Regions from separate parts of the Mus musculus genome. Here all the other regions are linked to region 1. The links are chromatin contacts, called in public Hi-C and HiChIP or PLAC-seq maps. All regions are on one chromosome and are shown on one strand. The core of a region is the stretch at or near the end of the contact, and the rest is flanking DNA. Distances in the headings are between cores, read along the strand shown. Region 1 holds the start of 4930578N18Rik (RIKEN cDNA 4930578N18 gene). Region 2 holds the start of Samsn1 (SAM domain, SH3 domain and nuclear localization signals, 1). Region 3 overlaps Samsn1 (SAM domain, SH3 domain and nuclear localization signals, 1). Region 4 has its middle 21 kb from the start of Samsn1.

What was found. A called contact is a pair of places that touch in the nucleus more often than the background predicts. HiChIP or PLAC-seq counts read pairs in DNA pulled down with a chosen protein or histone mark.
Region 2: an H3K27ac HiChIP or PLAC-seq map of bone marrow-derived dendritic cells shows a contact between it and region 1, with 9 times the contacts expected there. The contact joins the promoter of Samsn1 here to the promoter of 4930578N18Rik in region 1. A contact is called at or near these places in 2 of 39 promoter capture datasets (the C10 cell line and the HPC-7 cell line), 12 of 484 Hi-C or Micro-C datasets (B cells, the Ba/F3 cell line, CD8 T cells and 6 more), 10 of 115 datasets of contacts at active chromatin or transcription factors (the 230-238 cell line, CD8 T cells, the HPC-7 cell line and 4 more) and 2 of 9 other capture datasets (adipose tissue and macrophages).
Region 3: a contact with region 1 is called in a Hi-C map of myeloid progenitors, with 6 times the contacts expected there. The contact joins the enhancer-like site here to the promoter of 4930578N18Rik in region 1. A contact is called at or near these places in 5 of 39 promoter capture datasets (the 3T3-L1 cell line, the C10 cell line, the HPC-7 cell line and 1 more), 1 of 15 datasets of contacts at CTCF or cohesin (pro-B cells), 11 of 484 Hi-C or Micro-C datasets (B cells, ECoMG-derived neutrophils, the G1E-ER4 cell line and 5 more) and 4 of 115 datasets of contacts at active chromatin or transcription factors (the HPC-7 cell line, acute myeloid leukemia and microglia).
Region 4: a contact with region 1 is called in an H3K27ac HiChIP or PLAC-seq map of the HPC-7 cell line, with 7 times the contacts expected there. The contact joins the enhancer-like site here to the promoter of 4930578N18Rik in region 1. A contact is called at or near these places in 2 of 39 promoter capture datasets (the C10 cell line and the HPC-7 cell line), 1 of 15 datasets of contacts at CTCF or cohesin (pro-B cells), 9 of 484 Hi-C or Micro-C datasets (CD8 T cells, the G1E-ER4 cell line, the HPC-7 cell line and 6 more) and 4 of 115 datasets of contacts at active chromatin or transcription factors (the HPC-7 cell line, bone marrow-derived dendritic cells, microglia and 1 more).

The regions. Positions count from the first base shown.
Region 1 is chr16:76,120,768-76,123,977 of GRCm38.p6, reverse strand. It overlaps 4930578N18Rik (RIKEN cDNA 4930578N18 gene), which reads right to left and starts at 1,365. Exons shown (of 3, transcript NR_040575.1): 1 at 1,284-1,365.
Region 2 is chr16:75,907,607-75,910,766 of GRCm38.p6, reverse strand. It overlaps Samsn1 (SAM domain, SH3 domain and nuclear localization signals, 1), which reads left to right and starts at 1,501. Exons shown (of 8, transcript NM_023380.2): 1 at 1,501-1,637. The coding sequence starts at 1,581.
Region 3 is chr16:75,875,700-75,879,269 of GRCm38.p6, reverse strand. Samsn1 (SAM domain, SH3 domain and nuclear localization signals, 1) reads left to right here. Exons shown (of 8, transcript NM_023380.2): 4 at 44-173; 5 at 2,693-2,844. Among named protein-coding and RNA genes, the nearest start is that of Samsn1, 32 kb to the left of the region's middle. Within about 2 kb of position 1,584, at least 87 of the 459 cell types and tissues checked have an H3K27ac peak or open chromatin away from gene starts, as enhancers often do. A contact at or near this core is called in the G1E-ER4 cell line, the HPC-5 cell line, the HPC-7 cell line and 6 more, where this site is marked.
Region 4 is chr16:75,928,473-75,932,027 of GRCm38.p6, reverse strand. No RefSeq gene overlaps it. Among named protein-coding and RNA genes, the nearest start is that of Samsn1, 21 kb to the right of the region's middle. Within about 2 kb of position 2,152, at least 37 of the 459 cell types and tissues checked have an H3K27ac peak or open chromatin away from gene starts, as enhancers often do. A contact at or near this core is called in the HPC-7 cell line, bone marrow-derived dendritic cells and granulocyte-monocyte progenitors, where this site is marked.

The DNA.
Region 1 (3,210 bases), core at 116-2,615:
ACATTGAGCATGAATCTAATTAAAGTCCTGTCACAAGTGTCATAGTAATTTAGACCTGCTTGGAAGTCTGGATGCCTGTTGCAGGCTCTAACAAGATCTGGTTCCCCACTTTTTTAGCTCATTCCCCACAACCCATTTGGACGCTCACCCTCCTTGCTTTGTATTGGACACTCCAGGTGTTTCTGCCCCCAGATCTTCCTCTGTTCCCTGTAGGTTTTTTGTCCCTGTCTTTACCTTACCTTTGTCCAGGTCTAGACACAGGAGGCTCCATACACACCATAGTGGCAGACTGTCTTTCTCCTTTTCTGTATTCCCAGTCTGCTTAGCTTTCTCAAAGCCTTTATGACTACACTACAGAACACCTGACCTTATACTGTTTCATGCCCTTCTTCTCTCTCTACCCAGATTCTGGGCTTCCAGAGGTCATGGTATATTCGTATTTGGCTTGATCTGTCTATTCCAGCCCCTGTCCCTGCCTAGTCAATGCTGCATTTGGCAAACGACACAACAGAATGGGCTCTTTTAAGTGATAGGTCTTCAATTATGTTTAATCTGTATTAAGCTCTTTGTAGAAATCATAACTCAAGCAACAGGATTAATGAAAAAAAAAAACTTTTTTTTTTCTCCCGTTGCCTTAAGTAACAGATTGAAAATTCCTAGGACAGGGTAGAACAGAGAAGTCGACATTAATTTAATTAAAGAGGAGCCATTTAAGATAGCAGAGTCATTTTGACCCAGTGTTAATGAGGGGAAACTGACATCGCAGCTGGGCCCCTCTCCTGGCTGCGTTCATGCTGATTACCAAATATGCGAACACAGTCTGCTGCCTCCAGACTGCTGCTGCAATGGCAGGTGGTGTCTCCTGTCTGAGGAGTTGGGGGCATTTCTTGTGAGAAGGTCAGCCACTCAGGGCAGTGAGAACATGAAGGAGCTCTTTCTCCTACAGCAAGTCTTCAGAAGAAGAAGAAGAAGAAGAAGAAGAAGAAGAAGAAGAAGAAAACCATGAGAGAGCATATCACGCCTCAGAATTCAGATGAAAACTTCTCCCAGGGTTCCTTGACACCCGGTAACTACATTTACAAGCGATAAGCAGAGCCAGACAGGAAAGCAGGGGTGAAGTCAGAGGACCTGCATCTCTTGCTATCGCTCCTTGATCTGCCTGCCCTTCAGACTCATGTCTTTCAGGAAGAAAGCATTCTTGCTACCCTCCAACGAGCATTCAACTCACTCAGCTCACAGGTCTAGCCTCCAAATCCTCAGTGCTCTGAAGAAAACATTCTTACCCATGAATGGCATTCTGCTGCAGACTATGTGTCTAACCGTCTTGAAGGGACATCTCCTCCATGCCATACTTGGCAGCAGAAATGGCCACCGCAGAGAGTAATAAAGCATGACTCCTCTCCATGGTGATGAAGTGTAAATGATGTCATAAATCCCAGGGAAGGGGTGTGATCAACTAGTTATGGGCTCCCTATGGACAGCATGTCAATAACTAAGGGAGTGAAGAAGGCCTCCGTTGGAAGGTGATATTTGAATCTGAAAGATGAATAGGACATTGTATCAGACAGAAATGTCAGGGAAAGGGCACACTACGGAGAGGAAACAACATGTTTCAAGGAGATAAGGCTCATGTAACATCAGGATTTTAGGTCTCTTTCTCTCCCTCTCCCTCCCTCCCTTTTCCTTCTCTCTCTGTTTGTCACTGTCTCTGTCTGTCTTTCCCTCTCCCTCCCTCCCTCCCTCTCTCTCTCTCTCTCTGTGTTTCTGTCTTTCTGTGTACCTTTATTTCTCCCTTTCTCTCTGTTTCTGTCTTTCTTTCTTTGTCTGTCTTTGTCTCTGTCTCTGTCTCTCTTTCTGTGTGTGTGTGTCCAGGTAGCTGTATGTGCAATCCTAGGCACAGTATATTGGAGGACAGTGGTTACATCTGTAGGAGCTACCTGTTTCCAACCCCCAGTGTAAAGTGTTTGAGGCAGGGAATTAGACACATACTCCCCGCCAAGCTCTGCAAGAACTAAAGACAGTTTCTGTGTAGAAATTCTATCACGTGTTTCTGAACTGCCATGTCTGAGTGTATTCACTCTCATGACCACCAGAGAGCCTGCTCACAACAATCATAGAAAGTTATACGCTCTATATCATGTGTCATATCACTCAAGAGTGATATATGTGTCATATCACTCAAGAGTGGGTTCTAACAGCACAGGATATGGTGTGGGGTGATGGGCCGTACACAGACAGCCTGGTCCCAGTCAAGCAAAGGTCTGGAACCCCAGTGACTTCCACCTGCATGGGACAGAAGGTGTTTGGTCTTGCCTCCTGGGTCCCTGGCTCTTGTCACATAGCTACAGCCTCCCACAGCCCTCCACAGAGGAATATGTGGTCATCAGTCAAGTAGGAGCAGCACCAAGCCCTCCCACACACAAATAAGGTTTCTTCCAAGCTCTTAGACCAAACCAATGAGAAGTACCTGTTGTCAGACCCTTACGTACCCCAAAACTGTATATAGGAATCCTATTTGGAAGGATTAAAGGTGTGTGCAAACTACTCCATAGTCCAAACCTTCTGTCCTAAGAGCTGTAACACTTGGGAAGAGGTCTACCCTTCTGAAGCTTCCCTTCGCTGGAACTCTCATACCAAGCAAGGCCAGAGATCTCCGTGGAAAGCCTCTGGTACCCAGACCCACAGTATGGTATTACCAGGCCTCCTTTACTCAGCAAACAGACCTTAGAGGGATGAGGATGCTCATCAAGCTCAGGGATAGTCAGGTACCACTGGCGGAGGAGGCCTCGTTGTACAGGCTCCACGGCAAAGCCTATGTTTGTACTTCGTCTCATAATCATCAGAGAAATGAGTGAACTTGGGGGGGGTGCAATATTAAGTGAGTTTTACAAAGACTATTCTATCATTTTTGTTGGCAGGAAAATAATTTTATAAAAAAAGGAGAAACATATAAGGAATGAAAGAGAGAAACTTTTAACTCTGGTAATTACATGGCATTTAGACCAATGCAAATCGAAAGAGAAAGCAAAGGAGCTTTCAGGCATTCTCTGTCCCAGAACAGTTAAGTCTAGGTTCTTTGAACACAACCAGTGTTGCGCTTGGGATGGGGGGTGGGTGATGGAGTCTGGGTTCTTTGAATATAGCCAGGGTTGAGCTTTGGGAGGAGGGAAGGCCCATCCTTGGTTGTTTTCACTTTCATTTTAAAAATCA
Region 2 (3,160 bases), core at 252-2,751, 210 kb after region 1:
TGGGTTAACTGAGAACCACCCAGAAAATTTACAGAAAGTCACACTGCTAGGGAATTACCGAGCCTTAGGTTTTCAGGTTGTCTGGTGTTATTCCCCTGTCATTGTTCTGAAAATACTAACCTCTTACTTCTCAAAATTACCCTCCTGCCACTGCAGCTGTTTATTAACTCCAATCCTCTTAAGTGGTTTACCCAATTCTATTGTAGTGCATAAAATACCATTTTGTTCTTGCTAGTTAAGAGGTTTATTGCATAGAAATTGAGTACCCACTACGTTCAATAGCACAGAGTGGGTATTCAATTTAGTATTTAAGCGAATTAGTGAATTTCAGCTGGGACTCCAGGACGAAGGCAGAGAGGTGGGAGGGACAACTGAGAAAAGAGGGCCAGAGCATGATTCTTAGAGAAGCACTTCCTAAAAATATGGTGCTACTGTTTTTAATCTGAGGAGTTTATGAGCAGAAAGTACAAGTTTTCTTGAAGCAGGCCATTTAACCAGAGCCTGCATTTGAAACAATCTGCACAAGCTCATCTGATAAGGGCTTCATTTTTCAAGGAAGTCTGAGCAACCTTCTCTTTTATCTGGATCTCTGGATCTGGCTTTCAGCAAAACCTTTAAGACATATTGGGGCTATTCCAGGCCCACTTAGTAGACACTGGATGCCTTGTCTGGAGAGAGGACTGAGCAGTCGGTAGCATCACCCACCAACCAGGCATTACCAGGGTACAGAGTACGTATACTATGTAGCAGGAAGTGGTTCTTTTATTAATCAGGGGGTTTTAACAATGATATGCTTGCTTTTTCAATGTCACCAATGCCCACTCATCAATATCTGGAGCTAGAATCCTATTACAGTTAGGTACTTTTAATCTATACCCTATTACGGTAGCTTTAGGGAGGATTAATATTATTTAACTTCAAATTGATCGTCATGTAGAAATATACAATTATGTATTGAGAAAGATACAGACATATGTCACATTTAAAAAGTGGGCAATGAAATTGAAAGGTAGGTTCCCTGGAAAATTTGGAAGGAGAAAAATGAAAAGGTGGAAATGATGTAAGTGTATTATATAACCTCAAATAATAAAATATTATAAAAATATAAAATGGAATTCTTTAAATAGTCTCAAACTTTTAAAAATCCACAATATTCTGTTTGATTTCATTTAAAAGGTTCAGATATTTTCCTCTTGTGCCATCTTTTTTAATGTGTTAAATTCTTTTACATAAACTGAGAAAATAAGTTTTGTTTTCCAAACCATTACACCCTTAGTAATTACCGTAGCCATGTCAAAGGTGTGAGCTAAGAATTATATCATAGAATACAGCACCGAGAATACAGTACAGAGTTACCAAATAATTACGGTAAGGAAGGAAAGGAAAAAAAAAAAAAAAAAAAAAAGAAACCTTCAACCAAGCAGACACTGAAGTCACATCCTGACCAGAGGAGGAAGTGTCACATCAGACACTTCCTCAGTGCTATCAGATGCTGGGTATCACGGAGAGCACCCGTGCCTGCTCTCAGTTGTCTCTGTAACAGCAGCAACTGTGCTCACTAGAGGTGGCCAGAATTCAAAATGCTAAAGAGGAAGCCATCCAATGCCTCAGACAAGGAGAAACACCAAAAACCGAAGGTAAGTTTATTTTCTTACAGAGTAAAACTAACCAAATACTGTACTAGAAAGCAACACTTACTTGCAAATGTATAACACAGACACACCAGACACACACACACACACACACACACACACACACACATACCATTTACACATACGCACATATACGTGTATACACACACATACACAAACTCATTCAAGCACACAACACATTCAAACAAACCACACAGTGACATACATCTCTCTCTCTCTCTCTCTCTCTCTCTCTCTCTCTCTCTCACACACACACACACACACACACACACACACACACACACACACACAAGCATACATGCACACTCACAGCCTACATCATCACCCTACTACTTACATGACATTTTATCTGTCACTTCTAAATTAATTTAAGTAGAGGACTAAGTGCATCAAAATACATATGGAAGAATTTGCATACTGATGAGCAATTATGGTCTTCACAATTGTGTATTAGATTCAACCCTTTATGTTGTTAGCTAAGATTGGGTTAGGATAATTTTATGGAACTCTGTTTGGTGGCCTCCACTTAACCATTAATATCATGAATTCTCTGCCTATTTTTCATTCCTTGGTTGTTCAATATCTTACCAGTGTTCTGAAGGAATTATTTTATCTGTTAAATTGTAGATATTTAAAATACATAACAGTAAGAAGACTAAAATGGAGAAATTTTAGGTTAGTTTTTTAAAATTCTTTTTGTAATTTGAATGTTCAGCTATGATATCTTGTAGTAGACATGCATTTTCACATTGTCATTAGAGAGAATTGTGCCCTATTTTGAGAAGACACAAAATTTATAAATTAGTAAATTTGATAAGCCAGTCTTATGTAGTATGTTCTTTTATTCTTTCTCTTGATAACAATTGGCATTAAAAATAATATAGGAAAAGCCAAGTTTACATTCTTATAGAACTTTAAACGTCATTTACTAGTAACATTAATTTCTTTAGTATGAAGTTGTGATGTCAGAAAATTTCTGTCCTGTTTATACATTCCTAACGTTTCTCAAATAAATTCAATCTTTTTGTTGGTGAGATAAATACTAGTGGATTCTTTGTTTTTAAGGAGTTTACACTTTGTCATCAGCTTTTATTTCTCATTGGGAGAGAGACAGTTTGGGGACTGATTTTCCTTCTGAACTGAGTAGGCACAGGACAGTCTTCAACGGTTTAAAACCTTTGGCAAAAGATCTGAAGTAAACTGAGAATTCATTATTTCCAAGTACAGGAAACTAAAACTAGATGATTTTCAACATTATTGTTTCTAATGCAAAAAAAGTCAACAAAGGTTAAACAAGCATCTTAGAAACACATAGTACAAAAATATATTGCACTTTCTGTTTTTTCATTACTAAAATAAAAATTCACAGCAACACATCCCAAAATATCCAAGAAAGGTTTTTCAAAGAATCATTTTTTATTTCTTCATATGATTATATTTGTTGTGAGCTGAGCTCTATCTCAAGTCTCATATGATTGTTTTTTATGTAAAATAGCACTGATTAAATA
Region 3 (3,570 bases), core at 335-2,834, 240 kb after region 1:
AACTGATCTGCACACTTAACCTCTGATACCTTTTCTCCTGAAGGAGGAAGAAAGTGGAGAGGAAGCCCTCCCATATCGGAACAGTGATCCCATGATTGGAACACATACAGAGAAGATCTCACTCAAAGCCAGCGACTCTATGGACAGTCTTTACAGTGGGCAGAGTTCATCAAGTAAGGCCAATGAGTAAGAGGTGTCATGGCAGACATGGAGCCTGGGATAAGCTAGTTCAAAACAGTGAATGCTCACTCTGAGGGTGTTTATCAAATTAGAAACAAAGATCCAGATACATGACAATAGAGAAGTTGGAAAGGTTAGAGCCTTGACTATACATGGACTTACTAGTGATTGTGATACATAGCACAACATATTTCTGATGCTATAGCCTACAGGGATCTGGTGCAATGCCTCAAAAAGTTCATCTATCTATTTATTTATTTATTAGATATTTTCTTTATATACATTTCAAATGCTATCCCGAAAGTTCCCTATACCCTCCCTCTGCCCTGTGGAACAACAATATGAAATAACCAGTAGCCTCAAAAAGTTCTTTTAGGTAACAAAGTCTGATATAAAACTTTTATGCTCTGAAGAACGTAGTGTTATCTTGATTCAAAAGACATAACATTATTTGAAATAGAGAAGTAGACGACTATTCTTTATTTTTCTCCCATGGGCCTTCTTTGATTGTTTTCTTTTTCTTTTTGTCCTTTCTTTCCTCCCTCTCTCATTCCCCCACTCATTTCTGTCTGTCTGTCTGTCTTTCTTTTTGTCTTTTTTTCTGCCTGTCTTTCTCTCTCTATTTGTTCTTTCTTTCTTTCTTCCTTCCTTTCTTCCTTCCTTCCTTTCTTTCTTTCTTTCTTTCTTTCTTTCTTTCTTTCTTTCTTTCTTTCTTTCTTTCTTCCTTCCTTTTTTTTTTTTTCAAAACAGGGTTTCTCTGTGTAGCCCTAGCTGTCCTGGAACTCACTCTGTAGAGCAGGCTGGCCTCAAACTAAGAAATCTGCCTGCCTTTGCCTCCCAAGTGCTGGGATTAAAGGTTTGTGCCACCACTGCCCAGCCCTTCCTTCTTTTCTTCCTTCCTTTCTTTCTTTCCTTCTTTCTTTCTTTCTTTCTTTCTTTCTTTCTTTCGTTTCTTTCCTTCTTTCTTTCTTTCTTTTCCTACTTTTCTGCAAAGTGCAGGACATTTGCCTTAATTCTGTCGTTTCCATTTACTGTTAGTAAGTAGAGACTGGTGCAGTGAATAATACTGTGTGATAGATACGTCGCCAGTGGGGTGGGAAAGGAGATTAGCAGGAACTATAAGTGTGGAATCAACACTGCTATTGGTCTAAGAAGGACATTACTTAACATCAGTTACATTTTATGCTACAACAGTTACAAGAAACTACTGATAGTGCTGGTGCCTCATATATTTTATATAAGTAAACTGTTATCTTTGCTCCAGTCCAGTATCTTCAGGACTTTCAAATGTCTCTGCAAAGATTATTTTCCAGTTGTTTTTAAATCAAGTACTTCTGTTATTCAAAGATGACTCACAAAGAACAGATGTTTTGAATATTCTCAATTTTCTTCATATTAGCTATACAATAGCTATTTTGTTGTAAAAAGCTAATGCTGACACATTTTAAGGATGCAGTGTGTGTGTCATTCAGATTTCATAAGTATCCAGTTCTGCTAGAAGTTTTCAAATTCAAGGTTGTGATACTGAATGTGAGAAGAATTATATGATTCCAACATACCATGCAAAGCCAGCACCCGTACACTAATCCAGAAGGGAGGTGTGGGGAGATAGTGTTTCACTCACATGCTACATTTCTATTCACACCCAATGTGGAACTTACAGGACTTTTGCCTTATTTCAAAATCCACGGCAGTGAAACTGCCGCTCTTGCCTCCTTGAGCAGCAAAAGGTCAACCTGAAAGAGGAAGTGAGGAGCCTGTGAGTGTGGGAGAAACAGCCAGGCACTTTCACTGCCAACAGCTGTGACACTACAGAAGGGAAGCAAAATGGAGCAAGATGGAATGCTCTCTGTGTTTGCTTTGCTCACTTTTTATTTTTCTCAAGTGAAGTTCAAGATCAGAAGGGAAGGGAGACCAGAAAATAAGCACCCAGACAGTTTGGAGGTTCACACATGTGGGCAACTCTCCTCTCCACCCCTGTGGCAAACAAAAGTATCACACAAAGATGTTTATAGGCAAAGATGTTTCTTTCATATGGTCTTTGGCACACAGTAAGAATTCTTGGAAAGACTTTTTAATCACAATTACATAAGTTGTATGGAACTCTGAAATGTCATGTGTTGATTACTTATGATCAATAACAACACAAAATGATTAAACTGTTTCTATTGAATTCTTTCATAGTTTCCAACTCGGAAATTATCTGTCAAGGTCAAAGTTTGAATCTATTCTTTGCTCCAACTTAGCAAGTGGAGCATTGATTGTTTAATGCCCTTTAAGGCAGATCAGATCCAAATGAGGAGATATTTTGAAATGAGATGGTATTGGAATAAGGACTATCTAGAGTATTCAGACTGGCAAGAAAGCATCAAACCTAGCTTACAAGACAGGGTTTCCGAAGGGATGTGACTGAGAACTGCATAAGGCTGGCATCCGTTGCTCCAGTTTGAGGTAATGGTACAGGAAGCTAAAAGCCTTGGAAGCTACAAACTGTTAACCTTTACTTTGTCAGGTGGAATAACAAGCTGTTCAGATGGAACAAGTAATCGGGACAGCTTCCGACTGGATGATGACAGCCCCTACTCAGGGCCATTCTGTGGCCGGGCCAAAGTGCACACAGACTTCACGCCAAGTCCCTATGACACCGACTCCCTTAAAATCAAGGTGGGCCAACATTACATATGCTTCCTGGTTTATCAAACACTAGTTGCATGATAGATTTTAGGGACTAACAGAAGTTGCCAGTAAAGATGTATGTTCTTTCGATACAGTAAGTTGGACTAGCTCATAGCAGGAAGAGTTTGAACTTAGTATGAACTAGGGTGTAAATCTCCTATCGACTGTGGCTGTTAGCATTAGAGAATACAAATTCTGCACTGTTTTGAACTCTGCAGCTCTTAGACGTGGCCAGCTAGATATGTCCACCTGATACATACTAGAGTAAAACAATGAAGCAAAAGAGGGAGAGAGGACAGGAACGATCTGGCAGGAAGCCAACAGTCAAGGCTGTGGGGAACCAGACTTGGCTGGTTCTTCCTAAGTGTGTTGCCATGAGAAACCAGAACTTCTTTCCTTAATGACAACCCTTTCCTAAATTTCTCCTTAAAACAAATTACCCTCAACTCCGAGGATTCAAATAACATGTACTTATTTAATCACAGGTTTTTTTTTTTTGCAGGCCTAAACCTAGATAGGAATGGCTCAGCTGTTTTCTGTACAACGATACCCCTCACTGATATTAGGCTGTCAAATTAAACTGTGAGATCCCCTGAGACAAGAACTCCTTCTTTAAGGTCCCATGATGTTGGTAGAATACAGTTTCTCATATCTCTCTATGAAACTCTATCCATGTGGTACTGGGGTGATTCTTTGCAGCTCTCAGAGAACATG
Region 4 (3,555 bases), core at 903-3,402, 190 kb after region 1:
ATATACGGAGAACAGTGAGTCGCCTTGCAGTGTACATTTAGATTATTTTTATAGAATTCATTAATGACTTGATGTATCCCAGCTTCTGGGTTTTGTTTTGTTGAGTGGAAAAAACTGAACAAGAACATGGTACCTATTAAAACTCATGTGTTTTCTTAGACTGTGGGGGTCACAGAGATGACTAAGACAGCTAATATTACAGGTGCACCATTTGCAACTTTTAACCACTTGGGATCCCAATTGAGACTGAATGCACATTGCTGGGTTTTCCTAGTTTTCAAGATTCGTTCCTTCACTTTACCTAATTTTCTCAGGAGAGATACAGATAGAATGACCTCCCTATAAATATTCAGAGTAAATATCTAATAAGGTTTGCTTTTGCCTTCCCAGAGTGCTCCAGTGGCTTTATGCCTACGAGTCTCTGGGGAACTCAGACAAGACTCAGGACTGGGGTGCCTGCTGGTCTCAAGATTCTGCATCTCCGACATGGCAAATTATCACCACATTAGCAACGTCTCACACAAGTAAAATGACTTTGGCTTTTAAAAACTCATCTACTTTATCATAGCCTGATGTTGTACACTTTTCATGATACTTTATTTCAGGGCAAGGATATAACTCCAGGTCATAATAGTATTTTTCATAGGAGAATGAAAAATGAAGGAACAAAATTCATGTTCCCTTTCCTTCCTGGGTAGTTGTAAAACAAGTAGTTGAATTCACTCTAAAATTCCTTATGAATATTCAGTGTACAATCTTTATGCATCTCATGGTTTCCTGCTATTAAATACAACCATACTGATGAATAATTGGGTTAGAAATATGCCCTTATTACAGCTAACCTCAGCCCAACCCAAAGCCAAGCCTGTATGTCACCCAGATAAAGGACTCTCAGACAATGTATAAAAATCCTCAAAAGCAAGAACTTACTTATTCTTTTGATCAAAAGAAAAAAAACTGGAATATTCACATTGTTTTCGATAAGAACAAAATATTGAGTATTTTAAATTAGTGACAAAATGAAAATATTCATAGAAAAACATAAATTGGTAACTTTGATAATAGCTATTATTTCTATGTCATTCCATGAAGTTTTTAATGGGTAGATCTGTCCAAGTCAAGGGATCAGGGAACACTTTTGTGATATGGCTAGTTGAGTTCAAGTCTAATGAGTTGAACTTAATTAACCCAAAATAAAAGTGATAGAAAAATCGTAAGAATGGATGGGGACTGAATCTCTCAGGAAAAAAGGCACCAGGTAAGACTGAGGAAGGGGACCCACAGGACCTTGTAAGTTACCCTGAGTTGTACTGTTCATCTTCTAAGAACAATGGAGACCTAGAAAACTGGGGAGACTGTTTTCTGCTTGCTGGCTTCTTTCTCATTTGCTTGGTAAAGGAATGGAGAAAGGTAGTCAATTTGCATTTTGAAAAGATGGCTGGCTACATATGGTGAGACCTGTGTGGAGGGGATGACAGACTGGGGGCGGGGGGGGGGGGGTGGGGGTGGCGACTTTAACAATGGTGAAATGTAGACAGAGATTCATAAAAATTCTCAGGCTCACAGATTATGTCCTCAGTAGCAGCAGCATTTCTCTAAATGAAAGAAATGTCAGCTTTAAAAGTCATCTTTTGTGATGTCAACCAAAAAGCCCCATTCTCTTTAGGACGTATGGTCACAGATGAGAGGGGAGAAGTGATACCATGACTCTAGCATATATTTCGATTCTGCCCTTTGATTTTTAAACTCTGGAGCTCATAGACACCATCATAGCTTAATGGAATCATTACCAGTGGATCAGGAAATGTCATTCATTTGCGTCCCCCATTCCACTTGGACATAGGCCATTGTTTCCACAGAGTGGCTGGGAGCCATGCAGAGTTTCAAGGGAAATTGGCCTTTCAGAGGGGCATCTGAGTAGATAATGCATATTGCCACCGTAAAAATCGCTAATGAATATTAAGGGTGGCTCTCATTTGTGGTGATTGAAATGAACTCATAAATTCTCTCTAGGATGCGGGAATTTTTTGCCCTCCCCGCTGAGAGATTTAATGGATTTGCGGCATTCTGAATGATTTGGCAAGAAATCAGAGGTATCGGTGCAGTCACCCACAAAGGGCACTTTAGTTTCTCGCATGTGATAGTCAACCACCACAAAATATTTTCTGTAAGAACTTAGAATGATTGATGCAACCCACCGTAAGTCATGACAGGGTGTCAACTGAAAAACTGAAAAAAAAAAAAAAAAAAAAAAAAGAAGTGGTTAAAGACACCACAGCTTTCAAAACAAATTTGACTTTTAGAGAAGGGTTATTTCCTCTTGGAAAAAAAAAAAAGTTAGACCTGCCACCTGCAGGAAATTTAAATCAGTTGTTTGCAGCAGAGGACATCATATTTCGAGGCCACTGAGAGTTCCTCCTGCTCTCTCTCTGTATGGAACAGATTAAACTGTTCCCATTCGGTGATAAATACATCAGAAAAAAAAAAAAGCTGTAACAGGAACACAGTAGTTGTAGCAGTTAATGGCACAGCTTCCCGTTAAAACAATATTCTTTGGGTTTCTTCGGCCAGTTCCCACTTTATGTGTGCTATTTTTTGATGAGTTAATTTTTTTTGAATTTGCATAATCAATAACTTTCAGAGCTGTATAGAACTGAAGAAAACCGAAGGCAAGAACTCTAAGGGGCATGGCTGGCTGGCTGAGATTGGGATAGCAGGACGAATTCTGAGAATGCAGGAGTAATCTATCAAAGCAGCAGGCTGGGATGAAAACTAAATCCTAATGTGTATATGTGGGAAGAAAATGAAAAAATAACCCAGAGAAGAAATTGCCTTTGAATTTCTTCATGACAAGCAACCATTGCCTGAAACATATAATGCAAAGATGAAAACTGTTTAAAAAAAGTAGTCATCATATTATGTAAGAGAATATTTTCAGAGAAAACGAAGTCAATTTGTATGATATTTCTTAGTACATCCAATACCCGAGAACAAGAATAATCCCGGGAGAACTTATTCTGTTAAAGTGGTGAGTTGTTTCATAAATCAACTCTATGAACCTCCTTTCTTATGAGTAAGAAAATCTGCAAGACATTAGCTCACATGTTCAGTCTTTATTTACAAGAAGGAAAACCATGACTTAAGACATTGAGGTCCTTGGATAGTGGATAACAAAGCTTGGCTCACTGGAAGAGGTCTTACTGAGTGTTGATGTGGCTTCCAATAGACTTCCTGTGTATGGGAAACCCTTCCTGTGAAAAGATTCTGTGAAAAGATTCTGCGCTGGAAAATATGTCAGATAGTGTTAGATATTCTTTCTTTAGTTGTAAAATAATGCATATAAAGGTTGAATGCTAAGATGCCTTCCTGGTTCTATACTCTCAAGGCAACTTTGTTACAGAAGGCATAATGACTACATATTATTTTAAAACTACCACTTGAAGAAAAGTGCCTTGCTTACTTTAAAAATCAACCTTTGATGCCACACATTGCAAATAACTTTCAGTATGTGACTTTACAATGGAAAAGAAGAAATGTGTCTTTCTAAAAGCAGCT